Linked DNA regions of Mus musculus: regions 2, 3, 4 and 5 are each linked to region 1. A link is a contact called in public Hi-C, HiChIP or PLAC-seq and promoter capture Hi-C data. All regions are on one chromosome and are shown on one strand. Each heading gives the region's core, a stretch centred on a gene start, on an enhancer-like site or on the middle of the called end of the contact. The rest is flanking DNA. Distances are from core to core; before and after follow the strand shown.

Region 1 (2,758 bases), core at 114-2,613:
CGTAAGCCACGCTGGTTTCCAACCTGTGATGATCCTTCTCCCTCGGCTCTTGAGTGAGTCCTGGAAGGATGGGCATGTGCCACAAGTCTAGCTCTTTCGATTTGAATTTTCTTAATTCTATTATTAATTTATCACAAAAAAGTGTCAGAAAATGCATACCTGTTCCCCCCTTCAAATCGTTAACTGCACTATGAATTTAAAAAGATTTACTTTATGTATGTGAGTATAGTGTTACTCTCTTTAAACACACCAGAAGAGGGCATCAGATCCCATTACAGATGATTGTGAGCCATCATGTGGTTTCTGGGAATTGAACTCAGGATCTCTGGTCGTTTAAAAAATACTGTGGGGCTTAAGAGATGGCTCTGCAGTTAAGAGCACTGACTACTCTTTTCGGAGGTCTCTTTTGATTTCCAGGCCCAACAATGCTGCTTATGACAGTAACTTCTGTCCCAAGGTATCCAGTGCCCTCTTCTGGCCTCCAGGGGCACAGTGTGCACCTGTACACAGTCATCTAATAAAATTTAAAATCTAAAAGTGTTGAATTTAGTCCTGCCATGACTATTTTAAAAGACTGAAACTGACTTCTGTCACTCCTAAAAGAATTAGTCGGGAATTATACAGGTAATTTATTTTTGTTTTGCTAGCTGATGTGGGTTTTTCTTGGAAAAGGGTACAGCATTCAGTCTCTTGTCTCAGATACCAAGAGCGAATCCACTTGAGTCATTCGGGAATTGTTTAGCTGTAATACAGATTAAATAAAACTTTGAAGATGACGGAGCAGGTTTCCAAGAGATGAGGATCTGTATAATTGGTGATACATATAAACACGCTAACCTTCAAATCTATGGATGCTAATACACATTTGGTAACAAAAGAGGAGGAAAAAGCAAAAACCAGTTAATACATAAAGCATCGCCAATAAACCAATGGTCCCCGAGGGACCAAGCTTGCGATGTCCTCTTTTCTGAAAGATAACATCTGTCACAAGACCCTGAAATCCTTCTTGTATGACAAACACGAGGGACCTTTCCAGAGGGGACGAACTGCTCACGGTTGAATGTCAGGCCTCGCTGCCAACCAGAATCACCAGAGGTGCCTCTGGACTTTGCCTCATTCATTTCCCTTCCGCAACCCAGCCCTGCGATGACCCATCTACACTCAGCGGTGACCAGAGCAGGTGCTGAGGGGCTCGAATGAACAGGTTGCGGGGTCCCCTTACCCCATTACATACCGGAGGGAGAAAAGGCTGTGGTTACCCTTCCTCGGCTAGGAAAAGTAAGAGAGCGTTCAAAGCCTCCGCCAGGGCTGCATCAAGAGCCCAGCTCGTCTGCCTGGGTCACAAACCCAGGCAAGCGCCCTTTGTTTACGGAAGTGACGTAATCTGGGCGGGGCCCTCCGAGAGGCGAAAAGCCCCGCCTCTCCCAGGTCCCTTAGCGATGCTCGCGTCTCTGCTTTGGGCTCCGTCTTCCCATAGCCGCCTTCAGGTATGGCTCCAGCGGCTGCGGGAAAGAGGAGTTGTTGTTGGCCACTCCACTTCTGCCTGTCTCATGGCCTCATGGAAACTGGCTGTATATTGTCCTCACCGGAAGCGGCCAGCCACCTCGGTGAAGGACCGCCCCATGCACTGCAATTCCCAGCATGCCTTTCGAACAAATCGAAGGCGGAGCCTATTGTCCCCTTGCGGCGGATCCACACCTCGGATTGGCTGCTTTTAGTTTGGCTTGAGAAGCGGTATTGGGTTCAGCATCCCTGATGCTGTGCCGCCAAGTGTGATTCTGTAAATAGCCAGTATCCAAGCATTGCAGTTGGGTGTGGTGGGGGTGGGGTGAGTGCGTTTAGGTTTTCTGTGTACCTGTCTGTCTGTCTATCAGTCTTTCTTCGTTTTCTTTGCCTTTTTTTGACCAAGTCTCGTATAGCCGACACTGCTCAGGAACCGGTTATGTTGTTGAGATCTTCCTGCCTGCGCTTCTCATACGGGTATGTGTCACTCGTCCCACTTTACCTCACTACAGTCCTTTAAGGTAATGTCAAAATCCCCGTTTTAGAAGTGATTCTGAGGTCGGGCGTGGTGGCGCACGCCTTTAATCCCAGCACTTGGGAGGCAGAGGCAGGCGGGTTTCTGAGTTCGAGGCCAGCCTGGTCTACAAAGTGAGTTCCAGGACAGCCAGGGCTATAAAGAGAAACCCTGTCTCGAAAAAACCGAAAAGAAAAAAAAAAAAAAAGAAAGAAAGAAAACAAATGAAATGATTCTGAGATTCAGAAAGGCTAATCAGACTTGCTGCCTGACTCCCCACTTCATCCCCGGGATTAGGAATTGAGGGCTAAGAGAGAAGGCTCAACCCTAAACTAAAGAAAACTTACCTTTCCCTCCTTGATGTGGATGCCTTCTCAGAGGGAAGATGGGACTTTTTAGATTCCGACTTTCTTAGATTGAGGTGACCCTGTCCTTCAATCTCCCCATTACCTAGGGAGGAAATTGTGTCTAGAGATTATATTGAGACAGAGCAAAAATGGAGTTACTAAGTACTTAAACTCATACTATGAGATGTTCTTCCATTAGGAAAAACAAAACCAAAAACTTGGAATTCTTAAAAAAAACAAACCAAAAAACAAAACAAAATAACAAAAACAAAAAACCCCCACAGATACAGCATTCATGGTTCCAGTTTCCAAAGTGAACACGTGTTAGGTTTCATAATTTGGTATTTTTAGGGTAAAGAACTTGAACTTAAGAAAAGGCGGAATTCTCCTGTTT
Region 2 (2,758 bases), core at 95-2,594, 470 kb before region 1:
TCCTTGCCACGAATATTATGAAAAGCACACAAAAAGTTCCAGAGCCCCAGAATTGCTCTCGGCACACCTGACCCTAAGCAAACTCAGAAACAATAGATTTGGCAACAGCTCAGATTACAGGCTTCCTCCTATATGTAGTCTACAGGACATTGCCCACAGAAAACAAAAACCTAATAACAGAGTTAGCTTGCCTAAAATAATCTTTGATAACATATAGAAATAATATAAAAGTAATATAAAAGAAATATAAAAATTTGACAATCATAAGGAGACTGGCTCACATTGTTACAGTGAGGCCTTTTAACTAAAAAAAACAAAGATAAAACAATGCAGCCTGCAGCCTGGGAGAGAGAGCTTTCAGACTTTTAGCTAGGCTATCTCATAAGTTGTCCTTCAAGCCCTGCCCTGTGCATTGTTCAAAGCTTGGGAACTTGCCTAGACTGACTCACAGGTTTTTCTATCTGTTTAATGTCTCACTTTCCCAAAGAATAGAACGTCACATGTCATAAATGCTTGCGTAGTCTAAAGTGATTTGAGGTTGATAATATCTTTTCTCTCAGTACTTGTGACACTTGTCCAGGGACGAAATGGCATGATCTGTGTTTCTTTTAAAGTCACAAGTTTGCCTCTTGTGGAATCTGTATAAATGAAGGAGCATCCTGGTGGCTAGTCAGTCAGAGATGCAAGATTCTCCAGCCACAGTCTCTGACTCATCCATCCATCACTCCCTCTGCCTGTTCCTCATCTCCTCTGCGGAGACCTGTCTGACTGCTGGGGCTAGACCCCCGCAGGGCTTCATCTGAGTGTTTGTCTCACCCAGGACAAGTAACATGGCCGAGTTCCTCCCTCTTTGCAGCTTCATCTTTCAGGTGGCCATTCAGACTTCAATACATGTCCACAGAAGCAAGAAAGGCTCTTATGTGCCAAGTGTATATATCAGACTTCTTACATCACTCCTTGATAGTCCATCGGTTAAGACCAATCACAGAGCCATGTTGAGAGTCAGTGACAGAGAGGACAACTCAAGAGCGGATACTAGGGAATGAGATTCATTTGGCGACATCAACAATAACAAGCAGGAGTTACACACCTTGTAATCTGTAGAGAAAATTTTTGTTATAAAATTTTACTCAGTGTAAAATAGGAGGCTTTTTATAAAAGACATGAATAATTGATACGTGATAAGGCTGAAATTGTTCATCCACAGCCCAAATAGGAAGTTTTACAGATCTACTAACCAAAGAATACTTTCTGTTAGTTTATTGACCTCTGCGTCCCTTAAGTGGGAGGTCCTCCAAGGTCAAACTCTGATCGTCCTTGGAGATCGCGAAGCCATCTGTGGTGCTGCCATCTGCAGGGCAGTCCAGGCAGAAGACAAGCAGCTGGGTCCCTGGCCCTCCTGTCCTGGGCTCCAGGCTTTCCACTTGGCCTGCCCTAACCAGACCTAGAGAAATGGCAACTTCCTGAGACTAAGACCATCCTTCATTAGAGTCATACTCCTTTCCACAGAACAATCTTTACCATTGCACAGCGTGCTTAAGGCTCTCAGACTGAGTTATTTGCATTCAGTTGCTGCCGTCCTGCCCAGAGCTGTCTTGAGTCAGAAGCTATTTACCCTAAACTTAAATTCCTTTTCCTGTGATTCATTTCGTCAGGAGTAAGTTCTGGCCTGAGCAGACACAGTCCACCTCTTTTCCCAGTTATGAAGATGTCAGTGTAAAGCCCAACCAACTCTGGTTTTGAAGAAACTCCATTTCATTTTGTCTGAGACCAGGGGCTGAACTCCAGTTCCAGGAAGAAAATCACAAAGTCCTCTTGAGCAAACATCCAATGGCACTCCCCCCCCCACCCACCCCCCTTAACAACAGCCAGCCAGGCTACAAAGGCAGGGTCAAGGTACACAGAGATAACCTAAGACATCCTGCAGAGAATAGATAACCTGGCCATCCTGTTTGTCAGATGTTTTTGCCCCCCCCCCCCATGTTTGGTTCCTGCAGATTAAACCAGAAACGCAGATTTTAAAATATTAACTTGCAGACCATATGAAAATTCCCCAAGCTTGCTGTAAGCACAATAAATACCCTGTACCCCTAGATTAGGGGCTCTCACTCCAAGTAGATGGTGATGGTGAGAGTCCTTGCTTGAGAGCTCTTAATAAAGACCCTCATGTGTTTGCATTAGAATTGGCTCATATAGTGTGTTTGTGTGTGTTACATGCATGTCAGTGCACAAGTGTATGTACGTATGTATGTAAAGGATAAAGCAAGATGTTGCTTAATTTCCTCCACTGCTATCTGCTTTGAGACAGTGCCTCTCAGCTGGAAACTTGCCCTTTTTTTTTTTTTTTTTTTTTTTTTTTGCCTGGGTGGATTGTTACTGAACTCCAAGATCCCCTTGTTTTAATTATTGAAAAGGACTTCCAATATTATTGTTATTGACTGTAAAACATTATTCTATTTTAATGTTATACAGTTGTTAAATCCTCTTCTATTTATATATAAGTACTAACACATTGTGACTGAAGAAATAATCATGGATTATCCTGAAACTGGAGTAAACTTTGTAAGGTTTCCAGCCTGCGGAGGAGTTGGCCGTCTGCTATCCATTTGTCTCTGCTGTTTCTTATGTCACCAGGTGAATGCAAAAATGAATAAATAAACAGCAAGAACATGACTGCCCCTAGGTATCATAGAGAAGGTTTTTTGTAGATCAAATGAAGGGCCCTGTACTGGGGCATATAAAGTTTGCAAGACCAAGG
Region 3 (2,758 bases), core at 170-2,669, 370 kb before region 1:
ACCCACCCCCACTCCCCTACCCACCCTCTCCAACCTTTTTGGCCCTGGCAAGATTTTATCGAAAGGACCCAGATGTAGCTGTCTCTTGTGAGACTATGCCGGGGCCTAGCAAACACAGAAGTGGATGCTCACAGTCAGCTAATGGATGGATCACAGGGCTCCCAATGGAGGAGCTAGAGAAAGTACCCAAGGAGCTAAAGGGATCTGCAACCCTATAGGTGGAACAACATTATGAACTAACCAGTACCCCAGAGCTCTTGACTCTAGCTGCATATGTATCAAAAGACGGCCTAGTCGGCCATCACTGGAAAGAGAGGCCCATTGGACACGCAAACTTTATATGCCCCAGTACAGGAAAGATAAACTTTTAAAACACTTTTGTTACAAATGGAATCCCCAAATCTCCAAGTAGAGAGCACTCTCCTGAAAATGAATGCTCTCTAAGAGTACGTGACTATTTTTTGTGTGTGTATAAGTCTATGCATGAGTGTGTATCATATGTGCTGCTGCATATGTGTAGTTCTGTGCAAGTATGCATGTAGTTGTTCATGAATGTTTGTGGCCAGATGTGGCCCTATATATGCATAAAAATTAACATTTATATAAGTATGTATAGCTATACTTTTGTATACAGTGTGTCTGTGAGTGTGTGTGTGTGTGTGTGTGTGTGTGTGTGTGTGTGTGTGTCAGAGTATATGTGTGAGTGTGTATGTGTGTGTGTGGACATGAATATGTGTTGGGGAGGGGGACTGAAAGCTCACCTTTGAAGGTGTGATTTGGATCCTGTGGTTAATGGGTTGTTTTCAGAGGATCACATCTTGCTGCCCTTTGATTTGCTCAATAAATCCTCCTTGGCTTACAGCTTCACAAAGCTTACTGGGTTTGTTTGGTTTGGTTGCTTTTCTTTCTTGTGTTGTTGGCTATCTACCTTCTGAACAAACAGGCAGATGGGTGAGGCCACAAGTACGGTGGAGCTGTTTGTTACATCATTGCACATGCCACAAGCCCACAGTGACAACTACCACAGATGCACAGCTCTCGTCCCCAGGAAGGCACAGAGTATGTCTTGAGAAATTCTCTATGCCATTCCTCACAGAGACCTACAGCTGGAGCAAGGAGCAGGGGGCTTCTGGCAAGCAAGCTATCTTCATGTCTGTCTTCCTTGGGGAGAGAGAAGCTCAGCCTTGGTTACAGTCTCTTACCCTAGTGACAGTGTTAAAGTCCAAATTACAGTCTCTTCAATCTCTCTGCCTCACTACCCTGCAGTTATAACCAAACCCCTGAATAGTAACACTGAATAGTAACAATGTTTCCCTAAACTAAAAGCCAAAGAGAAATGGTTTTAATCCATTTATGCTTTAATCAGTGAGTCAGAAAGTGGCAAGCCAGAGTTTATTGCAAATCGTACCAGCAATCTGTCATCTTCGTGACTCATTCTTTCTGTGGGGAGATTTTTTGCTGTGATACAATTCATCTCCTAAAAATATCTAGTATTGACTGGCTGTACTTTCACAGCTGGATCTGGCTGCTTCTCTGACATTATTAAGGGACGGATATAAGAATCTTCTAACTCAATCAGGGAGTAATTTAAAGCAATGTCTCTAGCCCGCCATTCAAGGAATTGATTATCTTCTAGAGATATGGGGAGAAAATCTAAATAAACAATAAACAAAATGAAAATACAATAACAAAGATTGAGAAAACATCAGTGTCCAGAATGCACATAGAAATATTACCGAGTGTTAAACAAAGCAAACCAGTCAGAGGAAAGCGTGCAGACAGTGGATCCACGCACAGGAGATGTGTTGTCTGTAGACAGTGAAAGCGTTAGTAAAACAGACTACCAGGCTGACTGCTTATTTTTCTTTACTTCAATCCTAAATAACGCCAGTGGTAAAGCTGCCTTCTTAACAGAGACCATCATGTTTGCAGGTGCCCTCAATACCATTTGTAAGATCTCTGCCACATAGGACAAAGTGTAGAAGAAATATAAATGAGTAAAAGGCGCCAGATACTATCACTTTTGTTCATTAGGCTAAAGAAATTTCAAATGTTGATAACATCTAATATCATCGAGGATGATGGCAAATATTGGTAATGACATAGAGTGTTGGTGAGAGTTAGGTTTTCTCTCTATTGCTTGTCCAGTTGTAGTTTATTCAAGAAGTGGACAATTTGACCAAGTCTCTGGTATGCAAAATTGAAAATTACTTAGCACACAGTACACATATGGTATCTGCATCCCATCCTCAAAGGAAGTTTTTTGCCCAGGTTCCCTTCAGTGTGAATGGGACTGTCAATCATAGAGCCCCTCTGCTACTCTCAGTTCTGTCTCAGGGCTAAAATACTACAGCAGAACACCTGATAAGGTATTTCACTCAGAGACAGTGGCAGCTGCAGAATTCCCACAGAAGATGTTCTTAAAAACTCAACTCAAAAGGGTGGAGAGATGGTTCAGTGGTTAAGAGCACTTGCTGATCTTGCAGAGGATAAGGATGTGGGGGGATTGTAGTGGGGGGATGATAGTGGGAGCAGTAAAAGATCCACCTAGCATCTCAGGTTTCTCTTCCTCTTCTCCAGAGGAACTCTCCTTCATGAATGCTTTCTTTGCCTATATATGCATGTGTGTGGTAGTAGGTGTGTTTTATGTTTTGTAAAAGCATTTTGTGTCTGACCTCTTTTGCTAACACACACACACACACACACACACACACACACACACATATATATGTATGTATATATATATATATATATATAT
Region 4 (2,758 bases), core at 186-2,685, 290 kb after region 1:
CCAGTCGAATACACCCACAGCACTCACCCCTGTGCCTGTGTTTTTAAAATCAATGTCACCAGCAAATGGAAAGGGGAAGGCCAAGCCCAAGGTACCAGAAAGAAAATCGTCTCTGATCTCTTCTATGTCCATCTCATCATCGTCCACTTCTCTCTCTTCTAATACTTCTACCGAAGGAAGTGGGACCATGAAGAAACTGGATACAACCCTGGCCTCGGCCCTTGCCCCTCCCCCTCCTCCTCTTCCCCCTCTGCCTTCTCCGTGTCTGGCAGACAAGTCCCCTTTTCTTCCACCACCTCCTCCTCTAGCAGATTGCTCCGAGGGCTCTCCTCTGCCGCCCTCTCCCATGTTCCCCCCTCCACCACCAGAAGCCCTTGTTCCCTTCTGCTCCCCCACCGACGGGTGCCTTTCTCCTTCTCCCACAGCAGTTAGCCCCTCTCTTCCAAGATCCTTGCCTCCTGTGCCAGCACCTCCACCTTTCTTGCCCTCATCAGAACCCCCGCCCGCTCCGCCTCTGGACCCCAAACTCATGAAAGAAAACAGGCCCTTTTTCAAAAACTCTAGCCAGTCCGAATCCTCTAGGGAGGCCCTCAGGCGGCCTGCCAACAAGGAGGAGGGCTGCCGACCCCCCATGCCCCTGATCACCACAGAAGCTTTGCAGATGGTGCAGTTGAGGCCAGTGAGGAAGAACTCAGGTGCCGGGGCAGTCCTGTTTTCTGAACCATCAGCTCAGGAACAACGAACTCCGACTGCTCCACAGTATCACTTAAAGCCATCTGCTTTCCTCAAATCCCGAAATAGCATAAATGAAATGGAGAGTGAAAGCCAGGCTGCCTCTGTGACGAGCTCGCTTCCGATGCCTGCCAAGAGCCAGAGTCAGGGTGACCATGACAGTGCAGTAGAGCGTGGCGGCCTTCCGAGCTGCAGCGATGGAGCTCCAGGCCCGGGTCCCAGCCTCAGGACCACTCTGCTCCCAGACTCTTCACCCAGCAGGAAGCCACCCCCCATCTCTAAGAAGCCCAAACTGTTCCTGGTGGTACCACCTCCGCAGAGAGATTTCACAGCGGAGCCCACAGAGAACGGGAGCGAAGCTTTCCCAGGCGTGCCCAGCCCTACCAGGGCAGAGGGGGAAGCTGTGCGGAGCCAAGAGGAGAAATCCAGCCCAGCATCCCGAGCTGGCTCTCATGCTACGGCCCCCACCCCCGGCAGTCCGGCTCTAGAACCGGGAACTGCAGGGTCCTTATCCTCTAGCATTGTGGAAGCCAATGTCCCCATGGTCCAACCTAATACATCACCGGGCCCCACACAGGAAGAGTCAGGCGAGAACAGTGTGGATGGTGAGAGAAATGCGAAGAGCTGCCTGTCTCAACAGGGCAGAGAAGGTAAGGCCGGCTGCTTTCTACTGCACTCTTCTGATCTTCTGGAGATGAGCCAAATAGGGCTACTGAGCTCTTTTGCAACCAGGTGAAGCAGCCTAGACTTCGGCAAAAGCCGGCAGTGTGTGGGCTTCTTACACCTCATTACCCAAGCTGCTTTGTGAGCATTTTAAAAACTAAGAGAAGAGAGGGAAAGAGAGGGGTGGGGGTGGAGGTGCTGGGAGGTCTGAGGCAGGCTGGGTATTCAGTAGCAGGAGAAACGCTCTTAAACAAATTTAAGAGCAATTTAGTCCAAAGTCTGTAGCAGGAAATAGCCCTGGCTGTCAGGCTAGCGAGTATCATTTCTACCTCAGGAAGAACTCAAACTACAGAGCCACGGGGCTTCGCCATGGTTCTCACACTGTCGGAAATGGCAGCAAAGTGGCATATTTCAGAGCCGGGCAAGGGACTGAAGTGCTAGTCACAGCGTCTAATGTTTGCCTGCCTTTCTTCTCTCTAGCTGGCTTGCTGGAACCCAACACAGCTGCTTCCTCTTCAGACCCCGTGGATGTATCTAAGGAAGAGGGAAGCGATGAGGTGCTGACTCCGACTAAACCCAGGACAACAGAAGACCTGTTTGCAGCCATTCACAGGTATCCCAAACTTTTGTCATATTTTAATATACTTTATAATTTCTTCTTTCTGGACGGGCTCCTCTGTTTGCATGAGGTTTTGTCTGTTGGCTAGCCACGGTTCGTTTAACAGTACTCAGTTTAAAGTGTCGTTCTTATACATTAATTACTTTTTAAAGTTTGATTTCTGTTTTACTTTGTTCCATTGATTCTGTGCTGACATCGAGGGCAGAATGTGATACCTTCTGGTAGACGCAGCTGTGGCTGGCAAGGCACCTAGTGTGCCAGTCATGTGACTGAGTGTTTACAAGATTTGGAACCGGTCTGGGGTGAGGAATGCTGAGTTCTGTGACTTACTGTACATAGACTAGCTCTACAGAGCCACCTTCCTAAGGGTGCTTCAGTTGATTTATTTATTGTTACTTTTTTGTTGTCTGTTTAGAAAAGCCATGATTTCATAGTGCTTTTTGTTGCCTCCTTCAAGACTTTGTTTCCTTTCTGTTTCTTGTCCCCCGACTCTTCTCAGATCTACTCCTATCCAACTTTATGCTTGCGCTCTCTCTCTCTCTGTCTCTCTGTCTCTCTCTGTCTCTCTCTCTCAAATGAAAATTAAAAGCCACTAGAAACCATGGAATACAATCTGTGTTGGCCGGCTCACCTAGCTGCTTCCCTGGAAAGTGATTTGAAATACCCAGTAGCACTCCCTTGAAAAAAACTGACTTTTCCTCTCCCAGTAGTTATCATTTGTGAGTAGCTTCTTGCTGAGGGCTG
Region 5 (2,758 bases), core at 190-2,689, 270 kb before region 1:
TTTGAAATTAGTATCTGCCATGCACCTTAAGAACTTAAGTCACACAGAATGTATACATATTCAAATATCAATGTTTTGGGTGCGTGTGTGTGGAGGGTTGGTTTATATAAGAGTTTACATAGATGTGTGTAGACATGCACCAGTGGATGCCAGGCGTGTCAGCATTGATGTCTTTCTAAGTCATTTTCCACGTTATAGTTCTGAAACTGGATCTCATACCGAAGCTGGAACTCACTGATTGACTGGATTGCCTGAGAATTCTTTGTCTCTGCCTCCCAGCCCTAGGCTTATAGACGCTGCACCACCAACTTTTACAAGGTTGCTAAGATCCAAACATGAACTTTACCAACCAAACTCCAATGTTTCAATCCATGGTTTGCCTGTTTGTATGTATGTATGTATGTATGTATGTATGTATGTATATGTACTACATGCATATCTGATTTCCTCAGGGGTCAGAAGAGAACTTTGGATCTCCTGAACTGGAAGCGCAAATGGTTGAGAAATCTGGGTCCTCTGAAAGAGAAGCAAGTGCTCTAACTACCAGGCTATCTCTTCAGACACAACAAAGTTTCTCTTTGTGGCAAAAGTAATTGTACATCCTTATAGTTTGTACCTGTTGATCCTAGCTTTGCTTTCTGGAAGATGCTATAGTTAGCAGAGAAAGTTTTAGATATATAATGATGATTTATATATCCTAGATCCCAGAAGTAGGAAATTGAGAGAACTTTAATATGAGAATGCTATTGTTTAGATCTAAATGTTTCCCAGAGGCCCTTATGTTAAAAGCCAGTTCCAACTTTCAGGCTATTGGAAGGTGGTAGAACTTTTGGAGGTGGAGTCTAGTAGGTCTCCAGGCCTTTGGGGAGTGCTTCAAGGCAGGTAATAGGAACCCAGCCTCCTTTTCTTAATCTGCTTTACTTCCTGGCCCTGAAGCAAAAGGTTTTTGTTCTGACATACATGACCACCATGACATGAAGCAATCATGGACTGAAGCCTCCAGAATTGGAAGCAAATCATTTTTTCTTTCCTTACAAGGTGTTATAGTGGTGAAAAGTTGACACAAATGCACTTTTCCATTCCAGCATTTGTGAGATTTGTGTACTGCATCAGTATATGCAGAAGGTATGAAACTGTGGTATTTTTTTCAAACCACGTATACCTATTACCATTTGCTTTCCTATGTTGACTTCATCCCTAGAGACTCCCTAGGCAGACTTGAAATAGAGAGCTTCAAAGTTAAAGACTTAGGGAAATTTTCTTCTCAACAGGTTTTGAAAGTATTAGAGGACAGGACTTACTTTTAGTCAAATACACTTTTGGTCAAAATTCTTGCTTATAATCAAAGGTCTCAGGAGATGTGTACATTGTTCCAGCCTTGGGTAGAACTTCAACTTTTAAAAGCAACACTCTGAAACGATACCACTTCTCCTGCTTTTGACGTTAGAAGCAAACATCTGCTCTTGTGACCTTAGTTAAGATCTTATCTTCTCTTGTTTTTCTCCTGCCTATAGGCAGTCCCAGAACTTCTCCTTAGAGAATAGAAAAATGGTTGATGAATGCTTTTTTCTGGCTCCAATGGAAAAAGTAGCAGGAACACACACACATACACACACACACACACACACACACACACACACACACACACACACCACGCACGCACATACCAGTCTTTCTGATACCTTTGAAGCTTTTGCAGCTATTGCATTTCTAACTCTCCTCTCCCTTTGTGTTCAGAAAACTACCAGATTCTCTACTTGCTTTGGGTTTTTCTAAACATAAATTCATGAGATAGATTGTTCACTTTGGGAAGCTAATTCATAATTTACTAACATAATGACTTCTTTTGGGATAACAGTTGAGCTGTGTTTCTTTCCATTGCTCAAAAGCTGTAATAGAGTGATCCAGACTACTATGAAGGACTTGAGAACTGTTTATTACTCTAAATAGCCAGGTTTATCTCCCCCCGCCCCCTTACACTGGGAAATGATAACTAAATGTAATTAACAAGATAGTTCAGTGATAAAATGCTTGCTGTGCAAACCTGGCCATCTGAGCGTGAGCCTATAGGAGAGAAGCAGCTCGCAACAGTTGTTTTCTGATGTCCACAAGCAGGCTGTGGCTCTCATACTCACACACTCATCATACAGCGAAATACAGAGGAAAAATAATTAACAAAAATCGTTAGAACTGAAAGAGAAAGAATATACTTAAGTGTAAAGTAGTGCTTTTCTCTTTACTCCAGAGAACAACGGTTCTCACAATTTGACTTTTGTGATAATTAAACTAATTATGTCTTGCTTGCTTGCATAAATATTTACCCAATCTAAGAAGCATTGTAGGAGCTAACCTTGACTTCATGACTTCAGAACAGAAGCACACCCACTAGATTGTGGCTGTTTTAATGATCTGTAGGCTTGTTCTGCTGTGCTATTCAAAATAAAAGAAGAGGACCTTTCATTTATTTTCTAGGATATTCCAAACATCTTGAGGTTAGTAAGTAGACATTTTTTTAATGGTTCTCAGTCCTATGATCTGGGTGAGTCAAATTCTTTGCAGCCAATTTACACAAACAAGTGAGATGAAATGGTCTTTCTGTTTCAGCTCTTGTGATGGTAAATGTTGTAATATCATCTTGATTGGGTTCAGAACTGCTCAGATAGATGATAAAACGTTGTTTCTACTCTAACAGAGTGTCCCTAGCAGGATTAGCATCTAAACCTGCCAACTGGGTAAAACAGATCAGCCTTACTAATGT

The links. Promoter capture Hi-C pulls out the DNA fragments that hold promoters and counts their contacts. Hi-C and Micro-C count contacts between places; a contact is called where the count stands out from the background. HiChIP or PLAC-seq counts read pairs in DNA pulled down with a chosen protein or histone mark.
Region 2: a contact with region 1 is called in a promoter capture Hi-C map of trophoblast stem cells, with 3 times the contacts expected there. The contact joins the enhancer-like site here to the promoter of Ccdc28a in region 1. A contact is called at or near these places in 17 of 39 promoter capture datasets (the 3T3-L1 cell line, 3T3-L1-derived adipocytes, the C10 cell line and 11 more) and 2 of 115 datasets of contacts at active chromatin or transcription factors (bone marrow-derived macrophages and neural progenitor cells).
Region 3: a contact with region 1 is called in an H3K4me3 HiChIP or PLAC-seq map of bone marrow-derived macrophages, with 3 times the contacts expected there. The contact joins the enhancer-like site here to the promoter of Ccdc28a in region 1. A contact is called at or near these places in 9 of 39 promoter capture datasets (the 3T3-L1 cell line, 3T3-L1-derived adipocytes, the HPC-7 cell line and 5 more), 1 of 484 Hi-C or Micro-C datasets (bone marrow-derived macrophages) and 3 of 115 datasets of contacts at active chromatin or transcription factors (T-cell acute lymphoblastic leukemia, bone marrow-derived macrophages and large pre-B cells).
Region 4: a contact with region 1 is called in a Hi-C map of the N1E-115 cell line, with 11 times the contacts expected there. The contact joins the enhancer-like site here to the promoter of Ccdc28a in region 1. A contact is called at or near these places in 7 of 39 promoter capture datasets (embryonic stem cells, hippocampal neurons, liver and 2 more), 61 of 484 Hi-C or Micro-C datasets (the AML12 cell line, the C2C12 cell line, the CH12 cell line and 36 more), 9 of 115 datasets of contacts at active chromatin or transcription factors (astrocytes, embryonic stem cells, epiblast stem cells and 4 more) and 3 of 9 other capture datasets (adipose tissue, embryonic stem cells and pancreatic islet).
Region 5: an H3K27ac HiChIP or PLAC-seq map of thymic regulatory T cells shows a contact between it and region 1, with 2.2 times the contacts expected there. The contact joins the enhancer-like site here to the promoter of Ccdc28a in region 1. A contact is called at or near these places in 6 of 39 promoter capture datasets (3T3-L1-derived adipocytes, the C10 cell line, the HPC-7 cell line and 2 more), 2 of 115 datasets of contacts at active chromatin or transcription factors (embryonic stem cells and thymic regulatory T cells) and 4 of 9 other capture datasets (adipose tissue, liver, macrophages and 1 more).

What each region holds. Positions count from the first base shown.
Region 1 is chr10:18,233,618-18,236,375 of GRCm38.p6, forward strand. It overlaps Ccdc28a (coiled-coil domain containing 28A), which reads right to left and starts at 1,364. Exons shown (of 6, transcript NM_144820.4): 1 at 1,235-1,364.
Region 2 is chr10:17,759,582-17,762,339 of GRCm38.p6, forward strand. No RefSeq gene overlaps it. Among named protein-coding and RNA genes, the nearest start is that of Txlnb, 35 kb to the right of the region's middle. Within about 2 kb of position 1,345, at least 26 of the 459 cell types and tissues checked have an H3K27ac peak or open chromatin away from gene starts, as enhancers often do. A contact at or near this core is called in trophoblast stem cells, where this site is marked.
Region 3 is chr10:17,859,867-17,862,624 of GRCm38.p6, forward strand. No RefSeq gene overlaps it. Among named protein-coding and RNA genes, the nearest start is that of Gm20655, 26 kb to the left of the region's middle. Within about 2 kb of position 1,420, at least 35 of the 459 cell types and tissues checked have an H3K27ac peak or open chromatin away from gene starts, as enhancers often do. A contact at or near this core is called in bone marrow-derived macrophages, where this site is marked.
Region 4 is chr10:18,525,661-18,528,418 of GRCm38.p6, forward strand. Nhsl1 (NHS-like 1) reads left to right here. Exons shown (of 7, transcript NM_173390.3): 5 at 1-1,382; 6 at 1,876-2,008. Among named protein-coding and RNA genes, the nearest start is that of Hebp2, 19 kb to the right of the region's middle. Within about 2 kb of position 1,436, at least 100 of the 459 cell types and tissues checked have an H3K27ac peak or open chromatin away from gene starts, as enhancers often do. A contact at or near this core is called in the C2C12 cell line, the N1E-115 cell line, astrocytes and 12 more, where this site is marked.
Region 5 is chr10:17,964,827-17,967,584 of GRCm38.p6, forward strand. No RefSeq gene overlaps it. Among named protein-coding and RNA genes, the nearest start is that of Heca, 18 kb to the left of the region's middle. Within about 2 kb of position 1,440, at least 8 of the 459 cell types and tissues checked have an H3K27ac peak or open chromatin away from gene starts, as enhancers often do. A contact at or near this core is called in thymic regulatory T cells, where this site is marked.